4 separate regions of the Mus musculus genome follow, and all the other regions are linked to region 4. A link is a contact called in public Hi-C and promoter capture Hi-C data. All regions are on one chromosome and are shown on one strand. The core of a region is the stretch at or near the end of the contact, and the rest is flanking DNA. Distances in the headings are between cores, read along the strand shown. Region 1 has its middle 16 kb from the start of Bcl10. Region 2 holds the start of Mcoln2 (mucolipin 2). Region 3 holds the start of Pkn2 (protein kinase N2). Region 4 holds the start of Sh3glb1 (SH3-domain GRB2-like B1 (endophilin)).

The links. Promoter capture Hi-C pulls out the DNA fragments that hold promoters and counts their contacts. Hi-C and Micro-C count contacts between places; a contact is called where the count stands out from the background.
Region 1: a contact with region 4 is called in a Hi-C map of the Ba/F3 cell line, with 6 times the contacts expected there. The contact joins the enhancer-like site here to the promoter of Sh3glb1 in region 4. A contact is called at or near these places in 6 of 39 promoter capture datasets (frontonasal cranial neural crest, hippocampal neurons, liver and 2 more), 2 of 484 Hi-C or Micro-C datasets (the Ba/F3 cell line and CD4 T cells) and 1 of 115 datasets of contacts at active chromatin or transcription factors (pancreatic cancer cells).
Region 2: a contact with region 4 is called in a promoter capture Hi-C map of pre-B cells, with 4 times the contacts expected there. The contact joins the promoter of Mcoln2 here to the promoter of Sh3glb1 in region 4. A contact is called at or near these places in 3 of 39 promoter capture datasets (hippocampal neurons, liver and pre-B cells).
Region 3: a promoter capture Hi-C map of pre-B cells shows a contact between it and region 4, with 7 times the contacts expected there. The contact joins the promoter of Pkn2 here to the promoter of Sh3glb1 in region 4. A contact is called at or near these places in 5 of 39 promoter capture datasets (embryonic stem cells, hippocampal neurons, liver and 1 more), 5 of 484 Hi-C or Micro-C datasets (CD4 T cells, embryonic stem cells, liver and 1 more), 5 of 115 datasets of contacts at active chromatin or transcription factors (astrocytes, extraembryonic endoderm stem cells, fetal liver and 2 more) and 1 of 9 other capture datasets (adipose tissue).

What each region holds. Positions count from the first base shown.
Region 1 is chr3:145,904,655-145,911,239 of GRCm38.p6, forward strand. No RefSeq gene overlaps it. Among named protein-coding and RNA genes, the nearest start is that of Bcl10, 16 kb to the right of the region's middle. Within about 2 kb of position 2,122, at least 23 of the 459 cell types and tissues checked have an H3K27ac peak or open chromatin away from gene starts, as enhancers often do. A contact at or near this core is called in the Ba/F3 cell line and liver, where this site is marked.
Region 2 is chr3:146,144,836-146,151,153 of GRCm38.p6, forward strand. It overlaps Mcoln2 (mucolipin 2), which reads left to right and starts at 4,998. Exons shown (of 14, transcript NM_026656.5): 1 at 4,998-5,171. The coding sequence starts at 5,095.
Region 3 is chr3:142,877,058-142,883,542 of GRCm38.p6, forward strand. Pkn2 (protein kinase N2) reads right to left here and starts at 4,947. Exons shown (of 22, transcript NM_178654.4): 1 at 4,554-4,947. The coding sequence starts at 4,601. 9530052C20Rik (RIKEN cDNA 9530052C20 gene) reads left to right here and starts at 5,438. Exons shown (of 2, transcript NR_152127.1): 1 at 5,438-5,929.
Region 4 is chr3:144,717,824-144,725,041 of GRCm38.p6, forward strand. It overlaps Sh3glb1 (SH3-domain GRB2-like B1 (endophilin)), which reads right to left and starts at 2,512. Exons shown (of 9, transcript NM_019464.3): 1 at 2,159-2,512. The coding sequence starts at 2,230.

The sequences.
Region 1 (6,585 bases), core at 872-3,371, 1.2 Mb after region 4:
TATGGGTTCACACTTACCTAGCTTTCTTAGACAACCCGGGACCACAGGCCACAGTAGGCTGGGCTCCCCTACAGCAACTAAGAACAAAGACAACCCCCCACAGACATCCCCACAGGCCAATGTGATTCGGCTACTCCTTCAATTGAGACTCCCTTCCCAGATGACCCTGGGCTACATCAGGTTGGCAGTTAAAGCTAACCACCGCGTGGGGTAAGCTGGCTGGCTAGATGCTCTACCAGTGAGCTCTAGATCTTACTGAGAGACCCACCCTCTACGAATAGGGTGTAAAGTGATAGAGGAAAACTCCCAGGGTTAATCTGGGCCCTACACACGCCTCATACACCTGTACCCACACATGTACACACACACACTTGCATGCATACCACACACATGTACACAGGATTGTTTTTAAGGTTTAAGTAATATATCATTGTCATAGCGCTGCACTCTTGTGGCTCTCTGGGACCAGGACATGTTATAACCTCATTCCTTTAATTCTCACAAATGCCTCATGGCGTTGTTGAGAAAACTAGGGGCCGGCCACAGGGTCTAGCAGCACGGTGTTACTATCCTAGCACTGGGGAGGCAGAGACAGGCCAATCTCTCCGAGTTTGAAGCCAGCCTTGTCTACACAGAAAGTTCCAGGCCTCGTTGGCCCCCATGGGTAGTCACAGATTTACTGAGCATAGATCTGGGGCTGTCACCCAGTTCTGTTCGGCAGCACAGCCCTTCTCCTCAGCATCGTCCTCTGCTCGATATTGAAAGCAAGTGTTCCAACAGAGTTGAAAATTTCAAATAATGACACAGCAAGGCACCTGCAGAGTGTTTGCTACACTTCCCATCTCTGCTTCTCCGTATTAATTCGTGTCTCACCGCCTGCCCTCTCACCGCCTGCCCAGCCCCCACTACTGCCACCACCACGGGCAACCCTTAATTTCTCCTCAGAAACAAAAGAAATCTAAACTATGTTTGCAGAGGTCAGTTTTTGCAGAAAAAAAAAAATTGTGTGGTCGCAGCGCCCTCTGGTGGTGGCATACTTGTTTTCTCGGTGACTCTCTTGGTCCAGAGAAGCAAGAAAGGACTAGAACCGCTACCCAACACCAAAGAACTAACCTGCAAGAAATCTGCTTCGCAGTGAAGCTGAGAAATCTGCCTTTTGTTTGCCTTTCCTTACTTCTACTTTGCTGAGACCCAGGAACGTGGCACCAAGAGGACCAGGGGAGGGCAGGAAGCTGTCAGGATGTGCCTAGGCCTGGGGCTATCTCAAGACATGGAGAGCACAAAAGCCACCTGTGATCTTGGTGATAGCTCTAATTGTCAGCTTAACACAATTTAGAATCATCTAGAAAGATTCTTACAGCTTGAGACAGGAAGGCACACACTAGTAAAGACTTATACGGTAGATACATAGTGCCGACCTCCTGGTTAGGATGGAAGTTAGACAGGAGCCAGTATACATAGAATGCCTAGGCTGGTGGTGTTCAAGAAATAGTTACAACACCAAGGAGGCTGGAGATAAGGAGTGGAGGAGGGAGGAGGAGGAGGAGGAGGAGGAGGAGGAGGAGGAGGAAGAGGAGGAGGAGGAGGAGGAGGAAATGGGATCACGACTTCTCACGAATGGCTTATATTTATAACCATGGCTTGTGGTTGTAGAAGCAAGAGAGTGAGGTGGCTATTTCACACCAGCATTCAGGAAGGAGAGAGGGAGGGAGAAGAGAGAGAGGGAGGGGAAGGGGGAAAGGGAAAGAGAGTGAGAGGAAGAGAGGTGAAGCCAGAACTGGGCTGGACTTCAAAGCTCAGGCCACTCCCCTCAGTGGCCCACGTCCTCCGGCTAGGCCCTGCTTCTCAAAGGTTCCACAGCTTCCTAAAATGTCTCCACCAGCTAAGAACCAAGACTCCAAACACACGAGCTGTGCTTCAAAGAATGAGACAGCGGGGAACACAGTACCCTGCTTAGGAGAGACTAGAGACTGGGAGCAGAGATTTAACAATATTGCCATCCAACAGAGAAAGTAGGGGTGGATATCTCCTTGCCAGAGGTGCCCTCATTACAAGCCAGCCTTGCCCTTTGCCACCGTTCCCTCTGATCTGTTGAAAGACAGATGGGACAGCCACCTGTTCAGAGTCCATGCCGCTGAGAATGTCACACGTGCTGTTGGCTGGAGAACAGATATTAAATCCTGAGGCGTATCTGCTTGAACCTCAATACCTGCCGGACATCTACTGCCATTGGAAGCACGGCTCTTTGACCTTGACCCAACTGGAAATGGAGAGTGGCCTGTGGACATTGAAAGAACAGAGGGAAGCCGGGCAGTGGTGGCACACGCCTTTAATCCCAGCACTTGAGAGGCAGAGGCAGGTAGATTTCTGAGTTCGAAGCCAGCCTGGTCTACAGAGTGAGTTCCAGAACAGACAGGGCTACACAGAGAAACCCTGTCTCGAAAAAAAAAAAAAAAAAAAAACTGAAAGAGCAGAGGGGGTGGGCTGGGGAGCCAGCCGACAGCAGGGGTGTGTGTGTGAGCAGAGAAGAGTCATTGGAGCGTTGATGGAGTTGGATCTGGAAGGGTTGTAGTTATTGATGTTTGTCAGAAAGTCTATGTTCAGGATGATGATGATGATGATGGTAGTGGGACCAGGCATGGTCCGAGAATCCATGCTGTGTGGTGCTGTCCTAAGAGCCAATAAAGAAGAGAAACAACTAAATCGCTGCCCAGGGAGGGTCCTTTAATAAAATGCTGCTCTACTCCTAGCTATACACGCTGCTTTTACGATTCTCTTCAGAATTGCAAAAACCACCATCCACACTAAAAGAATATGTCAGGCTTCATTTTATATTTTTTATCTTGAGACTTGCAGAAACGTTGTGCAATAGTGCAAAGGGTGTTCTTATGTTCCCTCCTGTTCCACGAAGGTGGACAGCTTACCAAGAGTGGGAACTAGGAGAGGTAAGTAAAAACGAAGATGATGGTGTGCTGTGCAGCCATGCATGGTTGCACGTGGGACACCCGGAATCTGGCCCTGTGGACTGGCTCACTGACTTCCTCCCTCAGGCTCCTGATGTTTCTTCACTGAAGTGGAAATACCATTATACCATAAGCTTGTGGGTGTTGGTAGTGCTTTGTTAACTCAAAACTTCGATCTAAAACTTGGGATATCTGGGCATGGAAGTATCTATCTTTAATCTCAAGACTCGGGAGGTTGTAGCAAGAGGGATTATAAATTCAAAGCCAGGTTTAGGTTACCTAGTGAGACCCTAAAAAAAAAAAAAAAGCAAACAGGGGGCAGAAGGGTTGTTCAATGCATAAAGTGCTTGCCACAGACACAGAAGGACCTGAGCTCAGAGCCCTGGCACACACATAAAAAGCTGAATGAGGCTGGAGAGATGGGTCAGCACTGAACGAGGGTGGAGAGATGGGTCAGCACTGAATGAGGGTGGAGAGATGGGTCAGCACTGGAGAAAGCTTGCTGCTTTTGCCCTTTTGGGCCTACATACATACCAACATACATACATGCTTACTCAAACACACATACAGGCATTGGTGTTCACACACACATGGAGATGGTACACATGAACTGCACACAGAAGTCCTTATCTTTGGAAGGACCCTTTGTATGTCACAATACTGTCTGTCAGTTAAAATGCTACCTTTATCTTGGTGTTTCGGTTGGATGATTAGACAGTGGGTTGGTTAGAGAGTTGGTTGGTTGATTTTGGTTGCTGTCTATACTCCAGTCTGTCGGGGAACTGGGGGCATTCTGAAACTAGCTGGTTTTCCAGCATGACTGAAATACAGATTTGACTCTTCTGAGTGAGGACTCTTATCTTGGTGTGTGTTGTCTAGACTCCCCCCCCCCCTCAGGTAAACATCTCAACCAAGAACTATGACTTTGGCACTCAAGTATCTGTCTTTGTACATTCGGTTAGAGAACTTAATCATAAATGATTTTGCCACACCACATAAGAATCATCTCTTCAGATTGGCGAGTGCTTGGCTATGCCAGCTCCTCACTCTCGGACAGCTCTGAAGACTTTGTGAGATAGCTCCGTGATGGTATTTCCCTTCTACCCTGAGTTTACCCCAAACTTATGAGAAATGTACCCAAGTCCAAAACATCACACTTAGTACTGATAAAGTGTAGAGGGAAGTCCTTTCTTGTATATAAACAACTGTGACTTCAATCTGGAAATGACTGTAGAAGGCAGAGCAGAGCCAGGGCAAGATCCCTGTGGGGTCAGAAGCTGCCTGGGGAAGTCAGGTAAACCTGGGGTCACAGCAGACAAGCACATCCCGAAGGGGAGAAAGCAAGGCGTTGGGCTAACCTATCAGCTTTACTTCCAAAACTCCTAAGCGCAGATGCAATTCTGAAGTGGAAACTTTGGTTTTCCTTAGAAAGCCAGTTGTGTCTAATGATGTTTCGCTGGGGCAAACACATGGAGGAGTGTTTTTCTAAAGCAGATATAAGTAAAAGGATGTTTTGTTAAAACAGACACATGAAAAAAGAAATTTCACTAAAGCAGACACAGGTTTAAAAAAAAAAAAAAAAGGTGTTTTGTTAAAACAGACATGTAAAAGAAAGTTTTCCTGAAGCAGACATGGATAAAAAAAAAATGTTTTGATAAAGTAAGTGTGTCAAAGGACACATGTGGGTATTGGTTCCCCTTACCTTGCATAGCTGAGCTCCATTTGTGGTGACTCCATAGAGAGAAATACACCAAAAAGCTTCTGTTGGTGTTCTGGTGGCTTCTTGCTGCTTCTGGAGACTCCGGCCAACTGACAAAGTGATGTCCGCTGATGCAGACTCACATGGAGTTGTGCTAAGGCAAGGCACGTGGTAAGGCAAGGCACGTGGTAAGGCAAGGCACGTGCTAAGGCAAGGCACGTGCTAAGGTAAGAACTGTAGAAGGCGCATGGTTTTGGAGAAAGTATAAATAGACAATGACAGGGGCTTACATAGCTAGCTTTGCGACATGTCATTGGTCTTGCTTCCTCACTGAGAGAGGCACAGCTGAGAACTTGTCCTGGTGTCCCTGGTGGTCCTGGTCTCTCCCACTGACTCGTGCCAATTCTGCTGACGCCTGGCTGTTTCTGCCATGCCATGACTGATTGGTGTTTACTGTTCTGACACCACTAATAAACTAGATCGAGCTGCCGCTGCTGACTCCTGTGAACTAAGCTGCTGACTTCCTGACAGCACAGATTAGATTTGCTCTAAAAACAATTTTTAAACAGGTCCACTTCCCCTCTATCCTAAAAACCTTTCTTTTCCACTACCTCTGGTGGGTGATGGGCTAAGAGGAAGGTTAAAACATCTAAAAACCCATCTTAAAAGTAAAGTCTTAAAAAGCTGAACTTACACAATTCTGCTATGAACCAGACCTAACCAAGGACCTTTTTTTTTCTCAGTCTTTTCAGGACCATTATCATCAGTGTTCTTCAAGGATACCTGGTCGACCTGCTTTCTGTTGCATTCAGAAAAGTAAAATCCTCTCTTCAGAGCCCTTTCTGGCATTCACTCCTCCCGGCCCTGCATCAACCCTTACCCTTACCCCCAATCCTCCTCAAACTGAGGAGGCTGAGGGCAAAGAGGGAGCAGGGCCTTGATTCTGACATTTCCTTTAAACAATATAAAGGATGCAACCTGTTCTCCTTTGGCTTCACACACACACACACAGACACACACACAGACACACACACAGACACACACACACACACACACACACACACACGCATGCACTGTTGGAGGCGTCCATATTTTTGGACTTCAAAGTCATTAAAGGTCACATAGCCCAACAACAATAAGTGGAAAACCTAAGCTCTGTGTGTGTGTGTGTGTGTGTGTGTGTGTGTGTGTGTGTGTGTGTGTTTAAAAGCCTGTTTCATTTGGATGAGTCATGCTTTTAAGCCAATACACAGTTTAGCTGTAAACCTTTGATCAGTTACATAAACACCAAGGGCTTCACTCTATGCTTGTGTGTTTGCCTTGACCTGTGAGAATTTCCTTCGTGGGCTACACATTCCCAGGGAAGACTGCCAGAGCCTCCTTTAACCCCAGGCCATCTTTTGACCGAGGTGTGTGTGTGTGTGTGTGTGTGTGTGTGTGTGTGTGTGTGTTAGCATCTTGGGCCTTCAAAGAAAAGTCATCTTTCCTGTTTCTGTGTCCTGGCAACTTAAGTGGACTCCAGCTCATCCCCCTAGCTGGCACAGTCTTTACTGCACTGACCACTGAAGCCTCCCATACTATGGAATTCTTTAGGCTACCCAAGGCAGAAAGGATTGAGCTGGAAGTAGGGGGGCCGTTTTGATTCTTTAGATCTGCGCCCTCTCCTCTGAAGATGCAGCTATTAGACAGGTGCTTAGAAGACTCCTGAGAGTAGTCTGTGCTCCCCTTGTCCTTGCAACATTGTTTATTTTCTCCCAGGAAGTGCATACCCTCCATTTTCTAACTACTCGCTTCTCTTTCTCCTTCACCTGTCCTCCGATCTCAGGCAGGCAACAACTCTCTTCTGTTCTTTGGATTGGTTCCATCTGGCTCCTAACTGCTACAGAATTTAGTTCATATTTGAGGTAAGCAGGTGGAGGATAG
Region 2 (6,318 bases), core at 3,748-6,247, 1.4 Mb after region 4:
CCTGCCTCTGCCTAGCAAATGCTGGGTTAAAGGTCTGTGTCAGCACAGCTACAAAAGGATTTGAGAGTTTGAGTAAGGCCATATTTATTACGTAGATTGAATCAGCAACAATCTTTTAAAAAAAGAAGTGTGTGCTCTGCAAAAGGCGCCAACAGGAGAATAAGACAAGTAGGAGAAAATACTTGGAAAAAAAACAAGCTAATGAAAGCAAATATAATATACACATAACTCAAAATTCAACAGTAAGGAAACAAACTGCTCTTTTAAAGTGGATACAGTAACTGGAGAAAGTGCCTTACTAAGGATGACATACAAATGGCAATGATATGAGGCAGATGCTCAACATCACATGTCACCAGGGAACTGCAAATGAAATCAACTCCTGCACACCACTGTCACAGTCAGATTTCAAAACACCGAAAATCCCAAATGGTGGTGAGGGCATGAAGTGAAATGATCTTGTTTATTACTGAGGAGAATTCAAAACGGACTGTAGGTGGTGCCTTACAAGCTATATTTGCATATATTAGTAGTTAGTCCTAGCGCTTCTCAGCACTTATCCAAAGGATTTGGACACATGCCCACATTAAACGACAAACAAAAATAGTGGTCACACAGATGCTTAAAGGAGCCCTCTTCAAAATTTACAAGTGCAAGCAACCAAGGTGCTCTTGGAGTGAGTGGATCAATGCCTGTGGTATGTCCATTCAAGAGGACATTATCAGCGCTAAAAGGTAGTGAGTTAGCAGGTTATGAAGGGACATGGAAGAAGCTTAATTGGGTACCGTGAAGCAAAAGAAGTCACTGTGAAGATGCTACACACGGTAGCATTTCAACTGTATGGTGTTCTGGAAAAGGTAAAAGCAGAGACAAAAGAAAAACCTGCAATTCCTAAAGGCTACAGTAGGTGGGGAGGTCGTGGAAGGCACACAGAGGGCTATCAGGCCGAATGTTCAGTCAGTTCCAGCTGCTATAACACAGTAGTAATGATTCAGTATTTTAAACCAAGCAGTAAATGGTTATTTTTCACAGTTCTGGGAGATAGAAGGTTCTCAAAGTTGAGGCACTGGCAGTGAAGCTGCCAGGTGCCAAGTGAGAGCGTGCGTTCCGTTTTGCAGTTCAGCGGGTGCAGTTCAGACGGGTGACCCTGATGTGGAGGAGGTGGAGAACGTGCGGGAATCCTCCGCGCTTTCTGATCAATTTCACTGTGAACCTGTGTCTGCTCTAAGAAACAAAATCTATTTTAAGAACTTAAAATAACAACATTTCCATAAGCCGAGAAACAGAACCACTCCCATTTCCCTCTTGTCTGTACCTGTTTTCACATCACACATCAGTTGTAACAGAGGCAGTGCCATCTATCAAGCCTAAAGCAACAGAGCGATCCACAAAGCCTAAAGCACTGCCCTTCTCCTAACACAAAGATCACCAAGCCCAGAGTTAAAGGCTACTTTTGCTGAGCTGGATTGCTTTCTGCAGAAAAGCTGAGTCATCCTTCCCTCCTACCATGAGTGAAGTTGAAGCACAGCAGAATTTGATACAGCAGATAAAACCGAGCTGCTGTGAAGGAGACAGAACACCCGTGGCTTTCAAGAGAAAACTTCTTTCCAGAGATCAGAGATGCTCAGGTCACGGAGATTGGTATTGGGTTGATTTTCCACCATCAAAGGGAAGACGTAGACCAAGGAAGACTTAGTTCAGAGATTACAGTGTTTAAAAACAACAAAAGATTAATATATAGAAAGTTCAAAGCTTACTTATTTCATATCATCAAAAAATCAGAAGGACATGAAGCCACACAAATAAAAAGCTCATTTCCCTGTTATTTTACTGTGTTCTGTCTACACAGTGACTTCCCAATAGAGACTACTCTGGACTGCCTATTATAAAATTGTTGCAGGTCTACTACTATCTTGGCTTACATTTTCCAGATGACTTAAAAGAAAAAAAAATCCCCTTTAACATGGTAAATTCATGAAACTGTCGTAAGAAGGAAACCTGCAAGAGAAATCCATGACTGTGATTGGCAAACCTGAAATGTCTGATGCACAGTACAGGGTTGAACAAAACACTCTTGTGTCGTTGGAAAGCTAAGACACAAGCCTTGAAGCACACACAGGTGGGTAGAGCAAAAGCTTGTGATTGAAACACCCAACACACAGAACAAAGCAATGTCTAGTGCTACCCAGTGACACATGAACCTGGATCCTCACTGGAAACAAGAGACTCTAGTGAACTAACCTCTGAGTGTTTTAACAGGGTGCCAGGAAACCGTAATTCATGTCTCCCGGTGTGCGCGATAGCCCAAACTTTCAGCCGTCTGATTCCAACGATTGTCCATCTTTTTTTTTTCCTCACCTCTTCTCTATCCACAGCTCCTTCCTACATTTAGGTGGTCGTTTTGGGGCCCTTTCTACTTTAAGGGCAGCATATGTGGCGCCTGCGTGAGAAGCGTTTTCCTGGGGGATGGGGGATGGGGACGGAAGGAGGCGCACTGTACTGCCTGGTCTCAGCGAGGCAGCTTGGGAGCCAGTGGGTGCCCATGAGGATTGATACCCAAGACCCTCCTTTAGGAAGCTTCTCCTCTATGCTACTCTCTGAGAATTTACAGGGCTGGAGAGATGGTTAAGTCCTGTTCCCATCGTCCACATTAGAAGGACTCAAGACTCCCTGCAACTCTTGATCCAGGGGATCCAACATCCCCTCCTGGTCCATCCAGACACCTGCACTCAGGTATACATTCTCACACATAGACACACCGGCATTATACATGTAACTAAAAATAAAATAAAGCCCCCTTAAAAAAAAGATTTTGCTTTCTGGTTATATATCTACATTTACTTTTATTAAAATTTGAGACTGTGTGGTGTTGTGCAGGTCAGACTGGCCTGTACTTACGTTGTGATCCAAGCTCTTCTCCAACTCACTGCGATCCCCCTGACTCAGCCTCCAAAATGCCAGGACCATAGTGCACCACACCCAAGCTTATTTTAAATAGATCTCAAATATACTTATTTGAGATACAAGTTTCATTAGTAACAGCTATTTAGATAAATGTATCTTTAAATTTTATTTAGAGTTTTTAATTAAAATATAATAACATTACTTTTCCCTTTCTTGTTGCTTCTCCAACCCCTCCTGTGTCTCTCTCACTCCCTCTCAAGTAGGTGACCTTTTGATTATTATATATCTTGTTGAGTACACTTTAGTATGGCTTTTGTATATAGGATTTCAGGGCTGACCACTTGACATTGGATATTGGATACATCTGCACTGACTGCTCAGGGGATGCCTTGGAAGAGGGGACAGAATGCTAAACATCAGTTATGAGACCCCCATCTCCTAGAAATGACAGGGACCTCATACCTAGATAAATGTATCTTTTACAACTACCTAGGAAAAGACATATTTTCTCCACCGGTGAGACTGTTTCTAGATTGTCACAGGTGGGAATCTGTTTAGAGAAACATTTGCCAATGAAGAAAGTTACTGGACACCAGCAACTGTTTAATGACCTGTCTTGTCAGTGGGTAGATATAGTAAGAAGAAAGGTTTTGGAGTGTCAGAGACCTAAATAGAAAGAGTTCGTCTGCTAGTGGCTGTTTATGTGACTTGGGAGTAGTAACAAATGTCTGTGAACACATACACTCTCTCTCTCTCTCTCTCTCTCTCTCTCTCTCTCTCTCTCTCTCTCGTGTGTGTGTGTGTGTGTGTGTGTGTGTGTGTGTGTGTGTGTACCCCACACATAGGTATCACTCATGACTTGCAGAGACCAGAGGACTTGCTGGAATGGATTCTCTCTGTCCACCCCATGATTCTGGGGTCAAACCCAGGACTGGCTACACTGGGGGGAGGGGGCAGTGTACAGAATCCTGAGCATGAAGGTACGGTGGGCACTGTGACTTTTCAGACAGACTTTCTCAGACTTTCCATACCCAGTAAGCGTATTTCCTAAAAGAAATTTGGAAAAACAAAAACAAACAAAACTCAAGCATTTTTACCCAGTAGTTTTTGGAAAGTGACTTTTTAAAACAGAGTAGATTTGGAAGGGTGGGGGTGGGGCAGAATATTCCTCAACACCAACAGCCCTTGTGAGGTGCAGACAGGAGGACCAGGTTCAAGGCCAGCGTCAGCTTCATAGCAAGTTGGAGGCCAGTCTCAGTTATATGAGGTTGTCTCAAAAAGCAAAAAACAAAACAAAACAAAAAACAAAAACCTTACACAAAGGGTCCAAAAGGCTCTGTCCAGCTCTTTCTACATAATCCTCTACAAACTGTCCTTTGCCCTAGCTAAACATGGGGACCTTTCGAACACTTCCTAACGCACATAGCCTGGAAACTTAGGGGTTTAGTTAGCTCCACTGCATGGTGACGACAGGAGCCTCTGAGCCGGTTCTGTCCAAAAGGCCCTGCTAGCTTCAGGTTGGGTACTGTAGCCAGGTTCATAGAAACCAATTGTCTTGAAGCCCCTGCTTTCAGGCAACAAGGGGGAAGGGCATAGAGGCCGCTGGGGTGGGCTACTCTGGGCTACTCAGGGGTCAAGCAGACTGGCTGCAGAAAGCTGACTTGGTGGCTGAGGCTGGGGTCTTGCTTTCCACATGCTTGCCCTGTCATCCTAACTACTTGTTAGGGAGTTATCAGAATAAAGACTCCTTAGTGAAGAAACCCATCCCCACGAACTTATTGATTCCAAGAGGGAGGAGCATCCGGTAGAACTCAGTACCAACACTTTACTTGTCCAAAATCCCAGCGTTGGTAGCACGTGCTTGTTGTAATCTTAGTACTCAGGAGGCTGAGGCCGGAGGATTGCTCTGGTTGCCAGTGTGGGCCACATGGTGAGCTCAAAAGAAATGCAATGAACTTTTGAAGGAGTCAGAGGTCTGGGGGCGGGGGTGGGGTGGTGGGGTGGGGAATGGGGCGGGAGGGAGGAGGTCAGGACGGCCAGGGGGGCGGGGTGGACGACGGGCGGCCTCATAGCAGGCTTTCCGGACGACTTCCCTTTATAAGGGCGTCCACTCCACCTGCATCTCGCAGACACCCGTAGGCGGAGCCGGGTGTGGGGACCGTGGGGACTGAGGGAATTTGGGGTCACGTCATGCCCGGAGACGAGGAGACGCTGGACCTGCCTGCGTGGAACCGCGTCCCGGACCTGACTTGGGGTCCCCACCACAGGTGGGTACTCCCCCAGTGGACCATGTCTGGTGGTCGTCTGGATTCCAGCGTCCCCTCCTGGAATATCTCCCGCCGAGAAGGTGTCCCTGAGCTCACACGTGGACCCCATTCTGCCTCGCGTCCGGGCTCTCCGCTACGTAGCAAAAGTCCTTCGTGACAGCGCCCTGGGTCGCCCAGCGCTGAAGGAAGTCAGCGGCCGAGGGTGGGGACGCGGGGGGCGTGGCGGGAGGACAGGGCCACGCGTAGCGACCAGGGTGCACACAGCCGCTTTTCCGCAAAGTCCCGGGGCTGAGATCAGAGCGCTGACTGGAAGGGTAAGAGGCTTTGGTCCCCTAAGGCTTTCATTTGGGGGCCACTGAACCTCTGGGCGGGGAATGGGTCTAGCTCCTTCAGTCCCGGGAGCCCTGGAAAGTTCTGAAGGAGGATGGCTGGCCCTGAAACTGACGGTTTTCCCAGGCAAGAGACCCGGAGAGACAGAGAGGGATCAGATGTTTTATGACTTTTGTTTTTTGGTGTGTATGTGTGTGTGTGTGTGTGTGTGTGTGTGTGTGTTTCTTTCCTGGTGACAGGACTCTGAAAAGATCCTGGTTTGCTCTACCTTAGAGTTCTTGCTACCCCGGGCAAACTAATGCTAACTGCTTGCACTCGGTTAAAAATGAGGCTGATTGTTTGCCTTCCGGAACAAACCGACTTTTTCTTAGGTGGGAGGGTTGCGGTGTGGTCAACCCTGGTTTCCCCAGCTCTATGAAAAGGCGTTCAGTGAAGCCAGGTGGCTCTGCCAAGCGGCCTCTCCTGAGTTTGAATGTCTGCAGCAGCGCAATTGAGCCGGGGAGGTGAGGACAAAGTGGCCTTTGGCTCCTGCTTGCTGCTCTTAAAACAAATAGTGGCGGGCTGTTAAAGTTTTCTAAGGGAGCAGGGAGCGGCCTCTCCTTCCTAGCAGGATGTTCTTGAAGCCAGCAAGGAAACTGAGCCATAGGGAAGTTAGTCTATGATGGCTACCTGAATGGATGCTTTTCTGCAAGGGTGGCATAGACTTCTCAGACCTTCAAAAGACCGGTTTTGAACTATAAAACCATGTTGGTGGGGCTACAGAGGTGTGTTCTTTTCTTTTGTTTTTGTTTTTTTCGAGACAGGGTTTCTCTGTGTA
Region 3 (6,485 bases), core at 3,697-6,196, 1.8 Mb before region 4:
TTAATAAAAGAAATGAATTACATGTAATTTATTCAATGAAAACTCTGAAACAGCCAAAATAATCAAACCTTTTGTAACTAGAGGGCAGGAAAAAACAAAAAGGCTAATGTATAAAAATACATGCTACTTAGCACACATTAGCATGTAGGCGGCAAATCTTCTAGAACAAAAAGTAAATTCCAAAGTCTATCATAATTACTTTCCAATAAATTAAAATACCTATGTGCCCAGGCAGTAAACCTTTAACTAATTAGGCAAATAAAGTAGGTGTTGCAAATCTTTTAAATGGATATAGTTTACTATCAATTCTATATAATTCTTGTGTATCAGTTCATCTTTATAATGCAGTAGTTTAGCAAATGTATATTGGGTACTACAAACAATCTACAGGTAACTGAAGGCAAAAGGGAAGACTGTAGGTTATAAACAGATATTATACCATTTCACATACAAAATTTAAGCACTAAGAATTCTGAGATTTAGAAGTGGCAGAGAATAAATTCCCTATTCACTTCAAGGAAAATTATATTTGTAATATCACCTATACACATCCTTTTGTAAAATGCAAATGCTATTATTGTTTGGGGAATGACAAGAAAATAAGGTTTCTGCATGCTCAGTACAGAAGTAGTTGATTCTTTTAAAAAATGACTTATTTATTTTGATTTTAACTTTATGTGCATTGGTGTTTTTGTCTGCATGTATATCTGAGAGCGTCAAAATCCTAGAGGTGGCGTTAGATGTATCTGTAAGCTGCCATGTAGATGCTGGGAATTCAACCTGGGTCCCTTGGAAGAGCAGCCAGTCCTCCTAACCAGCGAGCCATCTCTCCATTTTTCCACAAAGACTCACACAGATACACATACACCACTACCTCCCCCACTCCTTCACACCCCTTTGAGACTAATAGTTCCTATGTAGCTCTGGCTTTCCTGTAATTTTATATAGACCATGTTGACCTTAAACTCAGAGATCCCATCACTTGGTAGGCAGTGGCATTTGGCTGAATCTATGAATGAAGAGCCTGAGGATACAAAGGTTAACTGTAATTGAGTATGACAATAACTATAATAAATTTCTCATAAAATGATCAAGACAGTCCTCATTATAAGGTAACAAATGAAACCTTCCTATTAATATTCCGAGCATCTTCTAATGTCAACATTGAACTAGGTTGTAAACAAACTTAAAATTTAAACTATGAAGTCACTTGAGAAAGCAACCCAATGTTAATTTACTTAACATTCTTGTTTGTTGATTGTTTTCCTGTTTTTTGTTTTTGAGGCAGCATCTCACTATTTAGCTCTGGCTATCCTGAAACTAACTATATAGACCAAGCAGGCCTTGAACTCAGAGCACTCTCTATGCTTCTCCCTCTGAGTGCTGGAACTAATGACATGTGCCACCACGCCTGACAACTTAATTCTCTTGAGCTTAGTTTCCTAATTCATAAAATAAAAGCAACATATCTTACCCTACTAGATCTTTGTGAATGTCAAATAGGTATAAAAGATACCTAAGAGCAATGTCTGGTATGTAGCAAATACTGCTATTTGCACTTTCATAAAACTCTCTACCAGTACAAATGTGATTGTGCTATTCTAGAAAGTAAAAATCACCCTGTCATGTTTAGGTCCTGCAGATATTCAAAGTCCTGCAGGTATTCAAAGGACATGGACATCTGTAATGTAAGGTAACTACCTACCATAACTTTTCTCTTGAGTAAACTTCCTTTACCCAAACAAACACTTTAGGAACTCGGATAAAGGAGATGAATCAACAGTATCAACAAAATTATTTTAAATAGTTTCTTCTACTCAATATTTGGTTCTGTGTTTTCTTGAAGTAATATAGTCGTCTGGAGATTCTTGATACTTTTCATTAATCCCAGTTTTCTTAGAAATAAAATTTAGGGTTTTTTTTGTTGTTGTTTGTCTCACAAAAATAAGTTTCCTGCTAAGATTCAAATTTTAAAAAGTAGGAATATTATTATATACAAGCTAGAAACTGTTTAAATTTTTAACAGCCTGTTTTTGTTTTTATTATAACAAATATTCTTCCTTAAGGCTTCAAGTCTCTGGCTAACAAAGTTAATGTGCACCCTATTAATGCTTTCTTGTTTAATAAGCCTCCACCTTATCAGTGAGAGTTAAAAATGATACTCACAGACACATTATAGTAAGGATGAAAACAAAATAATGTGTTTCAGATTTACAAAGTTGCCTTTCTAGAAGCAAAGGTTATTAACAAGTCAATTCTAGTTCTAGCAAAGTATTTCAAATTCTGCAGTAAGATTAAAAAATGAAACTGAATAAATAAATAAATATGTCATTGACATTGTAATCAGTATCTAGAGGGAAACAATATTAAGACAAGAGATGGTGAAGTAACAGTGTTCAGCCACTAAACACATCTTACAACTGGTTACCTACTAAACAGTGTGTTTGCCAGAAAATCATTAAGAGCTAATTTTCCATCTAAATAAATTCAAACAATTTAGAAGATTTAAAAAAATGACTCTTTGAGTAAACTTTTGGCAAATAGCAAGTCAACGTACATTTTCATGACTAGACGAAATAAGTGTAGATTTATTAAGAGGTGTAAATTTATGGCCATGTATCTTAAGTGATGATAGGAAACAATATAAATATTTTAGTAAACATAATAAACTTTAAATGCAATAACTTTTATTAGAACTGAGAATACAATAAACAAAGAAAAATGTCCTTGATAGATAATGACAATGTAAAAGTTATTATTAAAGTACCACTTGGTAAAACTAGTTTTTAGAGGAAGCTATACTTTTTATAAAACATAACTGCATTGGGTGTTCCTTTGATTCCACTTTTTAAATTGTCATATTTAAAGGCTTTTATCATTCTTTAACTGCTCATTACTGCTAAAATTGACCTTACTAATAAAAAGGTCCTAAATATAACAATAAAATGCTTTCCGTTACAATGCCAAAATAAGTGCCATTTATGCCAACCCCCAGAAAATATAAGGATGCCATACACTTTATAATTCTAACACCATTGATTAAAAAAAAAAAAAAAAAGGAAAAAATGCTGCCATTTTAATGGCATTTTCTCATCAAAATCAACGTGTGCTTTTCATATTTCAAAATAAGGCATTATATGCTATTTCAAAAAAAATTTAAGACCAAAAGTACATGCTTACTTTTAGAAGCATGTACATTTTTTAAAAAGGATCTATTCAGTTAGCAAATGAGTGTTGTGAAGAGCTGCTCACTAAAAGCTAACTGTAGTTAAAAGGTTATATAGTGGCATTTTCAAGTGACAGGAAATTCAACTTTACTTTTCCAAAGGATTCCACAAGTGCAGTAGTGCACTAGTGTACCCTGCTGAAGTCTGTAATTTTTAAGATATTGCAAATATCATAGCAATGTGTTTAAACTTACATCTGATTGCCTGAATATACCAGGCTTATAATGAGCTTTAGAAAGAAATGCATTTCAAAAAGAAATTTAAACATTGAAGCAACTAGTAATTAAAAAAAAAAAATCAACCCTCTAATGCATTCAAAAGAAATGCAAGTGTCTCCGTTCTCACCTCTAATCTTTGAGTAGCCAAAATATCAATACATTAAAACAAAACAAACCCAGTTTAGAGACAAAATTTTAATCCAGATGTAAACATCTCTTGAATACTCCAAAGTAATGAAAAAGTAACCAACAGGATAAACTTAAAGTCTCCTACTCCATAGAGATCTCAAAACAAAAATCGTGGCTTACTTTATTTAGCTGGGAATAGGAAAGAATAATATTGCTTCGACACCGACTACACTAATTACGCCATCTATTTTGTTATCTTCTGCGGACATGTGCTGCCTAACGTTTTCACTTAATGAACAGTTCTCTGGTTTGTAAACAACTTCTGTAGCGCTCTCTCTCTCTCTCTCTCTCTCTCTCTCTCTCTCTTGTGTCCAAACCGGAGGGAAAATGAAAGTCTGGGGCGGTGGGGGGGGGGGGGAAGCATCAATATTTGAACTTCCGGATGTGAGCAGGGAGAGCCATCCGAGGGACCACCTCTCTCTCTCTCACGGAGTTCAAAAGGAAAAGTTGGGAGAGAGACGCGGCCCGCAGATCACGCTACGGGCTCGCGGTCACCTGAAGGCGGCTGGCAGCGCAAGGCCATCACTTCGGAGCGAGCCCTCGGGGGCTCAAGTTCGGGGGGCGCTCTTTGTGCGGTCGGAGGGGAAAGGGAGGGAACCGCCCACAGCCTGGGAGTCATTCAAAGGAGTTAGGGAGCGGGGCTGGGGGGAGGGCGGGGCGGTGACACCCGGAGGGGACCCGAGCGAGTAAGCGGCCCCGCCCGCGGGGACGGGGTCCCGCCGCCCGGTGGCCTCCGAGAGCGCGCGCGGGAGACCGGGTCCCGGGGCGGAGAGGCGGCTCCGGCCTGACACCCCGCGAGTTTCCACACCTAGCGGGCCAGGGGCGCGCCGCGCCGCGCAGCGTCCCCGACCCCGACCCCGCGGCCGCCTTCCCCTCCCGGGTTCCCCGGGCGGCGCTCCCGCAGGGCCGCGGCCCTTACCTGCAGCTCGGTGAGGAGGATCTCCCCCCGGTCGGGGTTGGACGCCATGGCGCTCCGCTCGGGCCTCCGCACCTGAAGGCGCCCAGCGGCGCGGCCGAGGGAGAAGGCGGGACGGGAGAGCCGGGCGGGGGGCGAGGACCGGAGAGAAAGCGGCAGCTAGGGAGTCATGGAGGCGCGGCCCGGCTTGCAGGCGCGGCTCATGGAGAGCGGCGGGGAGCGAGGGCCCTCGCGGCGCGGCTCCCCTCGCCGCCCGCCGCCGCCCGCCGGACTCTGTTCCCTCAGCCGCTCCCTCAGGGCGACGCCGGGAGCCGACTCGGAGCTCTCGGTGCGGGGCGCAGCGGCCGCGGCGGCAGCTCCTCCTGTCGCACCATTTGGCTGTCACCGCGTCGCAAAAGCGGCCGCGCTTGGCGGCTGCCGGCGCACGTGACTGCCGCGGGGCCCCGCCCCCTGCTGGGCGGGCTCTGGGAAGCCAAGGAGGGTTGGCGGGGACCCCAGGGCCAGGCGCGCGGGGCGGGGCGGACTCTGGGCGGGCCCGGATGACAGGGAGGCGAAAGGCCCCGGGCTCGCGTCGCCGGGAGGCGGGAAGTCGAGCGAGCAGACCACACCCACCGCGGCTGCGCTTAACGGCTCTGCGCGAACGCTAGGTCTGGCCTCCGGCCGGCCGCAGATTGAGCCTCGCTTCGGCCCTCCCTGCTGGGGAGCCGCGCCCTCCCGCCCGCCCACCCCGAGCTGTCGCTTCCTCCCTCCCCCACCTGCCGAAGCGTGTCCACCTCTCGCCTTTGGCTCGCGCGACGTCGCCACCAGTAAGGTGCACCGCGAGCCAAACCCGGGCGGAAGAGGCCCTTGGGAGAAGTGGGCGTGGTCAGGGCGCCAGCCTCTGCTCCGAGCAGTCCCCACGGGCTGCCTTTTCCTCGAGCGCTACCCTGAACTCTGTGGTTGGGACTAGAAAACTACTGAGCTCAAAGCTGACTTAGCTCATTTGTTGATTTTTTTTTTTTCAACGTAAGTTTAATGGAAAGAGATGAGGCAGAATCAGCGTCGGGAAGGAGCCAAAGCCGACTTTACTTGGGGAGGTATAAATGAGAACTAACTACTTAGTTGCAGAGTCTACTTAGTAGTGAGCCTTAACTAGCTACTTAGCAGCCTATCGGAATTAGCTACTTAGTAGCACAGTCTACTTAGTAACATAGTGTAACTTGTGGGAAAATGGACTTCTACAAGTAACACTTATGTATCACAAGTATCAACAGATACTTTTTTTGTCTAATCAATGAGTGGACACTCTCGGTAAACGCTTCCCTTGGGGTTCTGAAGATTAAGTGCATCTAATATAGCTGGTTCAAAGCAATGTGGACAAAGTGGTGATGGCTATTTAGGTGAGTATGGCAGGTTTCAGGTGGGTAGCTACAAGTCTGAGAAGCACTTTACCTTTCATGGGACATTGATGCAGGCTCCTGCAGATTTTTCTCCAAGAGTCTCAGAAATCATTGAAGTCAGAAATCATTGAAAATCTAGAGTTCTGTGACTCCGGCTCACAATATACTGGCAAAACTTTTCCGTTCTGTACTTCAAAAGTTTTACTATTTATATGTTTAATGAATTGCCTGGGCTGAAAATGATAAAAGCAACAAGTGCCTTAATTATTAAGTTACATAATCAACTTTAGAATGCGTTTAATGGATGAACACTGTTACTTCGCCAAGTGTCGTCTTAGGAATACTGTTTCACTCTAGAAACTGCTTATAGCTTAAGTGAAATATTTGTAAACACGCATCCAGTTTCATCATACTGCAGAGTGTGAAATACTTTGCTAGAGCTGGAATTGGCTTGTAATTAACCGTTGCTTCAAGAATGGCAGAGCTGTAAATCTGAGACACATTACTTTGTCTTCATACTTACTATAGTGTGAGTAACATTTTTAACTCCTGCTAT
Region 4 (7,218 bases), core at 1,262-3,761:
AGTCACAAATACTTAGCTGGTCTTGGGGACACAGCTCTTTTCCACCTGGCCTCCCCAGTATTCTCAACTTGTTTGTCTGGAATAGCTTTCTTCCAAAATAAAAACCAACCAAACAGCAAAGCCCCACAAGCACTGTGTTTCTGTTACTTCACGAAGGTCTCTTGGTGCCTCATGCCATTAGAATGGGAAGCCCAAGTCTCCTGGCACCATAGCATGGCCACCGCCACCTCTCCGAGTAAGTACCCTTTCCGCTTCCACTGCCTTGTTTGCTCATGCGCTCTATGCTGCTGGGCTGGGAGGAGACTCTTCTGATTTTATTTTAATCAGTGAAGCTAAACATGGAACATAGAACTGAATAAGACTGAAGAGAAAATTATTTGCCAGCTTACACGTTAGGATACAACTTAAAAACCTTTTCGGTAAAAAAGCACCAGAAACAATTAGAAACTAAAATTCATTGGGGAAGTATAATTTTTATGAAAATTTCTAGCTTTACTTTCTAAAATTGAGTCTTTCAATAATTTAGATTGAATTATGTATTTTGTGTCTGATTGAGACACATAATTGTATTAAACTGTGGATTATGTAGTATCTGTCACATTAAATACCTGGAGTAACAGGTAAGCAACACTAAACAAAACTTACCACAGCCTCGGCTCCTCTACTGAGTTAATGTTAAGTCTAAAAACACCTCATCTCATCCCCCAATTATTGAATCACACATTTCTGGGGAGGAAGGAGGATTAAGGGGCGAGTATGGCTGTGAGCTTCTCACACAGTGCACTGGTCCAGGGAATCAAAAGCGAGGTGGAATCTCCCATCCCTAAGCGTTACTCACTGTTGGTAAGAGTTCAGATTTTACCAAATGATCTTTAAGTTCTCTTGGGGCCACATCATATTGCTATTTTACATATCTTAACCCCGTGATGATCATTCTGAGGGAAAACGCAGCCTCTAGTATAGTAAGTAGTGGGTCAGAGGGCAACTTTGGTTGTCTGCTAGCCAAGCAAGTCAAGCCAGTTTATTTACCCTCTCTAAGACTGCTTCCTTTTTAAGGGAGGGCGAACAATGCCTCTCTGGCAAAGTGACAGAGATGGGCTGCAGCTAGTACGTTCAATGCACAGTAAACTGCTCGTCATACTATTTTTCATAAGATAGGCAGTCATTACCCTGGGGAACTGTCCGATTCTTTTGCCAAGGATAACGAAATATGATATTCACAGTGCCAGTAAAATGAAATGAATCAAGAAATAAAGCAGCACACGTGAGATTTATAGTTCGGTGGGATTTTGGCACATGGGACATTACTTTTGTTTTCTCTTTCCGGAACAGAGGGCTGCTGCTACCCTATGTCACTAACTTCAATACCAGATTGTTTACAAGCCACGTTGTGAAATTGACATCTGCTCCGAGATTTAACTGAGTTTGCATAATGTGGGTGTTGACTGTAAAAAATCTGCCCAAGTTCCCTATTGCTGACACTTCCTTAATCACAGAATAAGGAGACGCAGTGAACTTTTCCCTTCCAAGTGCGCCTGAAGCCAAGCGTGCCCGGTCCCCTCCAATGTGACAACAACGTGAATCGCGTCCTCCTCTCACCCCTGCTCTATATAGCCCATCTGGGGAACGCGTCAGGGCACCCCTAATCCTAGGTGTCCTGCGTCCTTGGTGAAGCTGGGACACCGACAGGGACAGGCAATCTCCATCTCCCCCACGGGCTGCTAAGCTCTGGGACAATCCTTCCAAGGGGCAGCAGCGAGGGCTGGTGGGAACTGAGCTGGCAGCTCCTCTGCGTTGAGGGGCAGGAAAAGGAAACTCCCTTCTCGGTCGGACGCGGCCCGGAGGGCGAGAGCGAGCGCAGCGGAGGGTGGGGGTGGCGCCAAGGTGCTCGGCGTGCCCTGCCTCGCCGGCTGGGGCACCGAGGCCTCCGCCCCGGGGTGAACCCAAGGTGTCCGCCCTGGGCCGCGTCCCGACTCGCCTGCCGGGGCGCGGGGCGGCGGCGGCCGGGCGAGCGAGGCGGAAACGGCCAGCGGGGCAGGGGCGCCAGGCCGCGCCCATCGGCAGGCCTGGGTACCAGGGCGACGCCGTCCCCGACCCGCCCTCCGCTCGCCCTCCCCGGCGCCACCACCCCGCCCGGCCCCAACCGCCGCCGCCGTACCTGCACGGCCCGGCTGAGGAAGGTGCCCGCGTCGGCCGCCAGCTTCTTCACGTTGAAATCCATGATGTTCATGCCGGGCGGCAGCCGGGCAGAGCCGCCGGCTGCGCTAGCGGGGAGGCGGGGAGCGCCGCGGCCGGGCTGGGGCGCCGGGCGACGGCGACGGCGGGGCGGACGTGGTAGGTGGCGGGAGGCGGCGCCAGCCCCGCGCAGCTGTCGTTTCCTGGCGGGGAGGCGGGGGAGGGAAGAGGGCGGGCGCCCGCGAGCGCGCGCCTCTCCGCTCACACGCTGGGCCTGTCGCGTCGCCGAGCAGCTGCGAGCCACGGGGACCGAGGTCGCGTCCGGAGGAAGGCCCCGCCCCGCCCCGCCGCCCGGCGACTGTGCAACCGCGGCGGAAAACAGCCGGCCGGGAGGGGGGCGTGGCCTCACCGATGGCGTGGGGTGGGGGGCGGGGGTGTCCTCGCGGGAACAGCGACCCCTGCAGGGTGGCCGAGGATTCACCACTGGGTGGAGCCGCTGCAGAGGTTCTCATGGGAACAGCGACCCCTGCAGGGAGGCCGAGGATTCACCACTGGGTGGAGCCGCTGCAGAGGTTCTCATGGGAACAGCGACCCCTGCAGGGTGGCCGAGGATTCACCACTGGGTGGAGCCGCGGCTGAGGCTCTCCTGACAGCTCACTAAGCACCAAGCCAGTGTCAGAGCATCAGTGGAAGTTCTTACCAGAACGAGAGCCTCCTGGGCTCTCACCCTGATTCCCTCCCACAGCATCTCAGTGAGTGTCTGTGACAGAATCGCCCGGACAAAAGTTCCTTAGAAAAGCATGGACAAAACGTTCCTTAAAAGGAAACAGAACTGACACTATAGAATCATTGGCCCGGATTTCCTGTATTGGGTCTGGGGTCAAAGGCTACCTATGGCTTGGGTAGACACCTAGCCAATCTTTGCTGAACGGGATTGTCTTCATTGTCCCCTACCCTATTATACTTTGACTCACTGTTGAGGACCTATTGTGTGTGAGGCATTGAGTAGGTGCTGAAGGGTTCAGTCCCTTTGGTGGCTGGTGGTCATCTGAGGCATATTTAGAAAGTATCTCCCATCCCCTGGGAAGGTATATAAGAGCATTTCAGAGAGACAATGGAGAAGAAAGACAAGGTTCCTATCCGGTTATACATTCCTTCACTCCTGAGTACCTACTGTCTGGCAGGGCCTCAACCTTCCAACTCTTAGCTGTGTGATAAAGGCATGAGCCCTTCCCCCCACACCCACCCACCCAGACACCCACACTACACTCAGCTAATTTAGTTTCTGTTTTCTGAGAAAAGGCCTCATGCGACCTAGCCTGGCTTCAGGTATCCAAAGACCGCTTCAAACCCATCACCCTCCTGTCTTTGTTTTTCTTTCTTGTTCCTCCCTCCTTTTTCTTCTCCCCACTTCCTTTATCCTGGGGACCAAACCACTGTCCAATAGATCCTGTTTTACAGGTCTTATCATGTAACTTTCATTTTGGTGTTTCAAGATGCCTCTGGAACCTCTAGATATCACACATATGTTCTCACATTAGAAAGGAAATGAAGGGGAGAGGCAAAAGTACACACCAGCTCAGTGTCCCTTTCTCCTTTAAAACAAGCATTCCATAACCCCCAGCTCGTAAACTTTCATTTTCACATCGTTAGTGAGAACTGGGCCATTTAGGTCCTCACAATGGCAGTTCGATCGAATAAATGCAATGTGCTCTGTTAAAAAAAACTAAGAGCATTTGTGAGAGAATGGTAGGTCTTGTCTTTAACAGTACGTATTGTTGTCTTAGACAAGACAGAGCTTGTGCTATCGAAGAAGGAGAGAATAGTTACAGGAGACGCAGCTGTTGACATTTGCTTTGCTGCTATCAAGCAAGAACGAAAGGAGTCTTACGATCTCTGGAACCTCTCTGCAGGCTTTAGGTCTATATAATTTTAAAAAATCGGGAGGAAGTTCTGAGGCTGGAGCTCAGTGGGTAGAATTTTCCAAGTGTAAGTGTTAGGCCATTGGTTCCAGTCCCAACTGAAAGAAAAGAAAACAGGAAAAACGGGGGTGGAGTGGATGGGTGCACGTCGACCCTGTTAAAAGGAGATAAAACAAACCGTGGTTTCTTCTGTTGTCTATCATTTGGCCTGTGACAGTATTTTTTGCTATTTAATGCCATTATAGACAAAAACTAAAAGTTGGATTATTTGTGAGGATTTTACTATATATTAATAGGGAACAAGAGTATCTGTACGTTATACGCTGTAGAAAGATTTAAAAAAAAATCTGTATTTGAGTATTTTGCCTGCATATATGTCCACGGACCACTTGTGTGCCTGATGCACTCAGAAGCCAGAGGAGAAATCAGCATAGCTATAGACCCTGTAGCTTCCCATGGTTACTTCCCACCCAGGATCACTGAGAACTGAACTCTGGTCCTTTGCCGACTCTCCACTATATGTGTGCTTTGTTGGCTGAGGTGTTGACTTTGAATTTGTAGCTTTCTCTGCTGCTTGTGTTTTCAGTTTCTGTCTGTGTATAGGTTTGTCTGACATGGATGTGTCTTAGATGATGTGTGTATACATGCCCACATGCACATCACGTTTCTGGCTTACATCACTTTTGGATTTTAAGACAAATACTTTACTGATTTAATGGCTTCAATGTATGGCCATTAAAATACCCAAATAGCACAGAAATGCAGCGGGATGAGAGCTGCCAGTCACTCAGATACTCAGAGTTAGCCAGTGGTAACATTTGTTTCTCTCTCTCTGTAAATATAGATGAAGCATGTGTGACACAGGTCTAAATGTAAGCATGAGAGCAACAGGGTGAGAGAATGGGGGATGGACAGACAGAGGGACAGGTGGGAGAGGGTACTGGGGAGGGGGCATACAGTTGCTTTGTATGAATATTTCTTTTTTTTTCTTTTTTTCTCTTTTTATTTATTTGTCTGCTTTGGAGACAGCGTCTCTCTGGCTTAGCCTGGACCCGACAGTGTAATCCTCTTGCCTAGTCTCCTAGGTGCTGGGGTCCTGCTCAGCCCAGACAACTGTTCTGTTCGTTTCTGGGGAAGGGAGCACGGAAAGGCCCTTCCCATCCTGTGTACACTTGACCCTCTCGCTCCTGGGACAATAAAAACGTCCTCTGTCGTCAGCAACCAGGCCTTTCCCAGGGCCTTGAATTCTGCCTTTACTACTGTCGAATGTATGTACTTATCTTTTCATTTGTTCCCCTTTCCTACAGAATTCTTACCAGCACTTGAATATGTAAGCCAGGACCTCCTGAATGGAACCTCAGTTCTCTCATTGTCACAACCACAGACACTGCTGCCAGTCACCCTCACAACCCTGGCCCTCTTCTCATCTCCTTCCTTCCCTTAGAGGTCAAAACCTTGAAAACAAGGTTAGCAATTACAGCCTCAGTGCCTATGAATCTCCATTTACCCTGGATCACTCAAACGTGGCCCCTTCTACCACTGTGCCCAAGAACTATTTTCTTTTTCCTCTTCCAGCAGTAATTTTTCTACACTGTTTTTATCTCAGTCATCACCGTAAGACAGTGTGTTGAGAATTTATCCACGGTCCAGGTACTGCTTCGATGTGTTAACTTTACCTGCAGTTTTTCCTTAAGAACCCTCTCCTGCTTTGCCTGTGTGATGCTTTGACTGCCCTCTTCTGGCAGTGCCTGGTACCACTTCTGATGTGGTCCCTGCCCCCATATCCCCATTTTCCTGGACTCTAATGGAAATTTCCCAAGGTCTCCCTTGTCATTTCTTTATTCTTTTCTATAACACTCGCCTCCATCCAAGGGTCTGCTTGTGCACAGGTGTCATAAAATTCCCTTTCATCTTATCCATTAGATGGTATGAACTTTCTTGTTAAATATTACTGTAATACCATTCATGTGTCTAAAGAAAAATTAACAATATTTCCTTAGTTTTAAGAAATAGGCCATCAAGGCCTTCCAGTTACCTCATAATTATGAAACCCTTCCAAACTTAAACAATTATTTTCACCAAGTTACTCCTTTGCTTTCAACCACTAATGTCTTTTTACTAATCTTAGGATAAAGAGCAAAATCTGCTGCTCTACTTGAAAACCATGCACATTTTATTTAATAGTTTACCCAGTCACCCAGGTCAATGGAGTGAAGTATAGAAACCTTAAGTGATGTTTCTTGTTATCTTGAGTTGCTAAACAACCTATAATATTTAAAATCCCATACAGCTAGGTGTGGTGGTGCAACCCTCTAATTCCAGCACTCAAAAGGCAGAGGTAGGTGGATCTCTGTTTCAGGCCAGCCTGGTCTACACAGAAAGTTCCAGGCTAGCCAGGGTGACAAGCTTAGTAAAACTCTTTTTCAAATAACAATGCCAGCAGCATCAGCAACAACAAAACAATTAGCTGGGAAAATTAAAAAAAATATTAGTGATTAAGTTAGTAGTCTTTTACTTAAAATACAAGTGTGTATTTTATATATTTTCAATGTCTATGATGATTCTACTAGATAGATGTCAGAGTAGCCTAAAAAGTTAATTGTTTTACAATTAAAGTGTTGAGTAAAAATGCAGTTAAGCTATTGTAAGCTTCTATGTTCCTCTAATGAAAAGAGAGAATGCTTTTGTCAATATGTTTGAAACAGGTCATAGCTGTTTTGTGGTTGTATATTCAGTATGGAAGTTAGAATTCTCTTGTAGTATAAAAATTTTTGGGTTTTTCATTAAGCCTTAAACTCTCTGAACTGTAAAATATCTATGAGACATAAAAGCTAGTAACACTCTATTGAGTACCAAATACAAGGCAGAATTGTTACTAATATTTCAATGTTGGATCCTGTTTATCCTTAAATGATTGGCAAGCTGGCTCAGGCAGCAAGGGCACTTGCTGTCATGCCTGGTGTCCTGACTTTGATTGCTAAGACCCACATGGGCAGAAGTAAAGAACCTGTTTCTGAAAGATGCCTTTTAACCATTATATTTGCTTGCCCACATGCTTACACACACACATGCACACACACACATGCACACACACACACACACACACACACACACACAAACA